Regions from separate parts of the Mus musculus genome. Here region 1 is linked to region 2. A link is a contact called in public promoter capture Hi-C data. All regions are on one chromosome and are shown on one strand. The core of a region is the stretch at or near the end of the contact, and the rest is flanking DNA. Distances in the headings are between cores, read along the strand shown. Region 1 holds the start of Med4 (mediator complex subunit 4). Region 2 holds the start of Ccar2 (cell cycle activator and apoptosis regulator 2).

Region 1 (2,847 bases), core at 338-2,837, 3.4 Mb before region 2:
GACCTTTATTAATCCCAGAACTCGGAGGCAGAGGCAGGCCAAGGGCTGTGGGTTTGAGACCAGCCTGGTCTACGGAATTACAGAACAGGCAGTGAGACAATCTCAGAAAAACCCAAAAATAAAATAATGCTTTTTTTTTTTTTTTTTTAAGTATCAACTTAAAAGACTTCAAGAAGCATCCCTACTCTCACACAAAATAAATATGAACTTTCAAACATTAACTTATCTCTCTTATTTTTTTTTCAAGAAAGGGTTTATCTGTGCTGGCTGCCCTAGAACTCCCTCTGTAGACCTGGAAGTCAGAGATCCACCTGCCACTCCCCCACAAGTGGTGGGATTGAAGGTGCGAGCCACCACTGCCCGGCATTAATAACTTTTTAATAAAAAACAAACAAACAACAACAAAAAGTTTACCTGGTTTTCCTCTTCCAGCTGTAATAGCTTCTGATTTCTTGAAATTGCAAGCATTTCTATGAGTTCCCTAAAAGAAAAACACCCATCACGGTATGGTGATACTTGCCTGTAAACTCAGTGTTTGGGAGGACTCAGACCAGCCTCAGATATCTAGTGAAACCTTTTCATAACACAGTAGAAACACAAAAGAAACTGTTTAAATTGCTCCCTGCCCCAACCGATTGTTGGGTTTATGGTCCTCCTAACATGCTGGACTCTCATGGTGACTACAAACACTTCAGCATTCGCTGGCTAACTGCACGTGATAAAGACTCAGCTGTGATTTACAAGAAAACCTCCTGACTCAACTATGTAGGTCTGTAGGCCAATAGTGCTGCCATTTGTGTAAATTATGTTTTCTTGTAAGACGGTGGCCATGGCTGCCTTCCCTTGATAAGACTTCAACTGATAGATTTAAGACTATCACGACGATGTGGAGTGTGACATCCAATTTACTCTATCTCGGCCACACACCAGCCAACCCCACTGTGCCCTGCCTGATGTTTCCAGGCTTTTTCAGATGATGGGCTATCTATCAGACGCCTAACAAATCTGATTTGACTAGCAGCCCATTTCTTGGGGACGTGTGCCCTGCTACCACCAGAATAGGAATCCCATCGGTGGACTGCAGGAGGCTGCGGCTCAACCCTTAGAAATCTGGTCCATAGCGTTTTAACACATTTGTCTCTCCTGTCACCCTGGGCTCCTTCGTGTTGGCATCTAGCCTCCCCTTGACTACTGGGGGGAAGCGTGCTTTTAAATGTCTGTTGCGTGTCAATGACTGAGGGGGCTCGGATCTGCCCCTCTTACCGGCTACTAAAGTTTTGACTGCCTTGGTTTCCAGGTCATGTGACTGAGATGTCCCCTTGGCGGGGAAATGCGGCCCAAAGCCCCCGAAGGCCCTAGACCCCACGTCCAACGGAGCCTCCCAAGCCCGCCTACCCAAGTCAGCGCCCACAGCCGAGCCGGCCGGAGCAGGCTCCCGGGCCGCGGTTACCTCGACAAGACCTCCAGATCTTCCAGCGCAGACAGAAGCCGCTCTCGCGTACTGCCAAGGCCGGCCATTCCCGAAACGCCTCCCATCCGCTCCTTTTCCTTCTCACCACTTGAAGAAGCCGCCATCGCCCCGCTGACCACCAGCCGTCGCATGCGCAGTGTGAGCTAGCCACAGGAGGGGCGGAACCGGAAGAAGGAAAGAAGAGTAATAGAGGTCGGGACGGAGAGGTCCGGCTAGAGCGCCGCCTATGTGCCTGGAGGTGCACTACAGTTCTAGCGCCATCTACAGGGCAAAGGAGGGCTTGTGACTCGTTCCAATCTGACATGCTCCAACCGGACCCAGGATGAGAGATGCAGTTCCCAGTCTCCTGGGTTTTATTTCCTCAGCATCAGTGGAAGGCTTCTAACAAAAGATTTTTTTTTTAAACTGGGGAAATTACATAATTATTAACTTCTATTTTGTCTGTATTCCGATAAAATCCCAGCCATCAAGTTTGGTCTCTCGTGAAGTTGTAGTAAACTTAGAGCAGGAAGTAAAATCTTTTCTTCCCTCCCCATTCCGTTGTTTGGTAGCAAAATACATATAATTGGCCTATAGACCAGGCTGGTCTCGAACTCAAGAGATCTGCCTGCATCTCGAGTCCTGGGGTTAAAGGGGTGTACCACCATGCCCCGCTACTAAAATTCAGTATCTTAACCATTGTATGTGTAGGGTTCACTGCCACTAAATTGCTGTTAAGCAAGGCAGTTGTGAGGCATGCCTTTAATCCCAACACTCAAGGAAGCAGAGGCAGGCAGATCTCCTGAGTTAGAGACTAGCCTGGTCACAGAGTGACTTCCAGGACAGCCAGGGTTACACAGAGAAACCTCGTCTCAAAACAAAACAAACAAACAAAAAATTGCGGCTAAATAACATCCCCAAAACTCTTCAACTTGTAAAATGTAAAAAAGGTGTGCTCATGAAGGTCTGACTTCCCGTTCCTGAAAACCACACTGTACTTTCTGTTTGTCTGGCTATTCTATGCATTTTGAATGAGTAGAATCACATGTTCTAGTTTGGGGCTTGGGGGTTTGCTTGTTATTATTTTTTGGTTTTGGGGGATTTGGGCTTTGTTTGGTTGGCTTGCTTTCTTTCTTTCTTTCTTTCTTTCTTTCTTTCTTTCTTTCCTTCTTTTCAGACCGAATCTTGTTGTGTAAACTAGTCCTAAACTAAGAAGGAACTCACTTTCTCATTACAGCCTACTGAATGCTGAGCCCCTATAGCAGGCTGATTCATTTAGCATAATGCTATCATGGTTCATGTACATTGGAATAGGTGCCAGAATACCCCTCCCTTGAAGTCTGAATAATACTTCCTGTATGTGCTAACCGTACCCCCTATCAGATGGCATTTAGCTG
Region 2 (2,700 bases), core at 14-2,513:
CAAATCCATCTCTAAGCATCGAAGCAAGGAGCCCTGGATCCCCAAGAGGTTCCTGAGTGCAGTTCCAGCACTCTTCCAGGGCTCTTCCTCCTCATCAGAAATCTCTGGGCTTAGGCAATGTGAATTGACTTATTTATCAGGTGCTCATAGAGCATGTTTAGTATGGGAGTGTGTCAGCATGTTGCAGATGTAAGTTTATGCAATCTTTGTTGGACTTCCGTCTGCCCCATCTGATGGAATCATTCGTCCAAAGGGTTGGTGTTTGGGGTGTCACTGGAAGGATGGCACCGATCTTCATTCCACAATGAACAGTTACTAATGTGGACTTCTAATGTCTTCCTCATACCTGAGACGGCAGCCCTAGGACCAAGAACAACATTGCCTTGGGTACCTTTGTAGTGAGTCACGGCTCTGGAGTACAGCCCCTGAAGGCTGAATGAGGGATGGGGGGAAGGTCAAGAACATTGAGAGGAACAACACATAACTTGCAAGGTCAACTCTAAGATGCTGTGTTCTATCCTGGAGTTTAACCATAGCGAAGTCTCTTAATTTCTGAGCCACAGCTTCCTACTTGGGACCATGATACCCACCTTACCTACCTCATAAGCTTGTTAGGAGGATGAAGTAACATTAAACATTCTCAATGTGTGCTGTGACTGTTAAATGACCTGGGAAGGGTGTGATGCTGGAGGCAAACAGGAGTGGGGAGATGGGAGGCCAGAAGTTAAAGGAAGGTGTGTGTGTGTTCACTGTTAATAGTTGTGAAAATAGCCACATTTCTGGCAAGATTTTGGATAGAGCCACTTCATTAAGATCGTGTACGTTTCATATTTGAGAGTCTGGGTATAGATTTCGGATATGCTTACCCCTTGCTGATGGTGCAGTCAAGAAAAGGACAGGAATAGGGATGGGGGTGGGGTGGGGTGGTCATTGGCTTTAGTCAGAAGACTATCCCCTGGAAATGGACCCCCAGTAGGCACGCTCCTCCTCTAGCCAATGGAGGCCCTGCTTCTTTTGTTGCTGTAGTCTTGGGGGTTAGTAGAGCACAGCAGGGTGTGTAAGTGGTAGTCCCCTTCCTTGTGTTTGTGGGAGTGGGTCCAGTTCCAGTCATTTTGAGACCTGGAACCAATGGTTCGAGCTTACTTTTCTGATGGGACACTTGAGAGAGGACACCACCGAGCTCGGCTTCCGAAGGCATTATCGGATCTGGGAAGGCGCACTTCCGTTCCACAGTTGGAGCGGGATGGCAGGCTGGTGTGGGGGAAGGGAGAGGTCGATGGAGAAGAGGGAGGTACCATATCCGGGAGAGTGGCAGCTTCCGACCAGTGGTCTCTCTTCCGGAGAGGCGTTTCCGGTGGTGGTGGCAGCGGCGGCTGCGGTGGTTCCGGGTGTCTTTGTCCCCCTGGTGTCGTGGCCCTGGCCCGCAGGTGGGTTGGGGGCCTCCTGCTGCGCCCCCGCCTCTCCGTCTCTCTCGGGTGGCGAGGCTGCGGGGTCCGAACGGCGAAGATGCGCCAGTCGCGGAAAGAGCCGAGCCCCTCTGGACTGCAAGCTCCGTCGCCCTGGCAACGGCCTCGGCCCTGGGGGCGGGCGGGAGGAGGAGAAACCTCGCGCCGTGAACCTCCCACGGTGGCTTCTCGGTGGCCCGGCCCGGAAAGCTCTGCGCAGGCGGCTGCGGAGGCCGGAGCCTAGGGTCGGGACCTAGGAGGAGGGAGCGGCGTGCAGGCCGCTTGGCGAGGGCCGGCTGGACAGCTCCCTTCCCACCAGCGGGTCCTAAAGACGCCTGGCGGGCTTCCGGGGAGAGGGCCCGCATCACCAACCCGCTACTCGCACCTTTTATTTTTATTTTTTGCCCCGGCCCTGCGTGGAGTGTTCTGGCGGATGTTTTTGAATGAATGAATGTCACCGGAGCTCTTCCAGCCCCTCACTCCTCCAGCTTCTCTAAGGGGTGCCAGTGACATAGTGAAAGGAGTGCTAAGTTGTTGGGAGACCTGGGTGTGAGTCCCACTCTGTCACTACCTGGTTTTGTGGCCTTGGGCAAGTCTCCGGATCTCAAAGCTCCAGTTTCCTTGTCTGTAAACCAGCATGTCACTAGCACCCACCACTAGGTTATTGTGAGAACAAACTGGAGTAACGTTACTACCAATTTCATCTCCTCTACATCCTCTCCATTCTTCCATTTTAGGACCCACCTCTTCACCTTAAAAGCTTTACTTAAGATTTTCTATCCCCCCTCCCCCTCCCCAATAGATGGAAGTTTTCCATTGGAGCTGCTAACTTCTTTCTGTTTTGATTGAAGGTTTCCCCCCAAGACCTTGAAAGGACAGTATTCCAAATGTCCCAGTTTAAGCGGCAGAGGATCAACCCACTTCCAGGGGGACGCAACTTCTCAGGTGCTTAACTCCTTACTGGTTACACTCAGAACATGCTCGAGACTCAGTTTCAAAAACTATGGCTCTTGGGTGTTTTTCTGAATGTCTGAGTAGCTGATTGGAGCCACCTAGACCTCTGGGTTTATAAGATCCTCTGGCTATCTTCTAGTGCTTCGGGTAGTAGGTGCAATTCCTGGAGATTGCTTCTCTGTCCCCATAGGCGCAGCTTCAACATCTCTTTTGGGCCCTCCCCCTGGTCTACTTACTCCTCCTGTGGCCACAGACCTGTCCCAAAATGCCAGGCACCTTCAGGTATGTTGGGTGCTCTTTC

What was found. Promoter capture Hi-C pulls out the DNA fragments that hold promoters and counts their contacts.
Region 1: a promoter capture Hi-C map of liver shows a contact between it and region 2, with 2.5 times the contacts expected there. The contact joins the promoter of Med4 here to the promoter of Ccar2 in region 2.

What each region holds. Positions count from the first base shown.
Region 1 is chr14:73,508,789-73,511,635 of GRCm38.p6, reverse strand. Med4 (mediator complex subunit 4) reads right to left here and starts at 1,587. Exons shown (of 7, transcript NM_026119.3): 1 at 1,451-1,587; 2 at 415-481. The coding sequence starts at 1,575.
Region 2 is chr14:70,152,354-70,155,053 of GRCm38.p6, reverse strand. It overlaps Ccar2 (cell cycle activator and apoptosis regulator 2), which reads left to right and starts at 1,263. Exons shown (of 21, transcript NM_146055.3): 1 at 1,263-1,427; 2 at 2,297-2,390; 3 at 2,590-2,681. The coding sequence starts at 2,333. 9930012K11Rik (RIKEN cDNA 9930012K11 gene) reads left to right here. Exons shown (of 7, transcript NM_001112735.1): 7 at 1-649.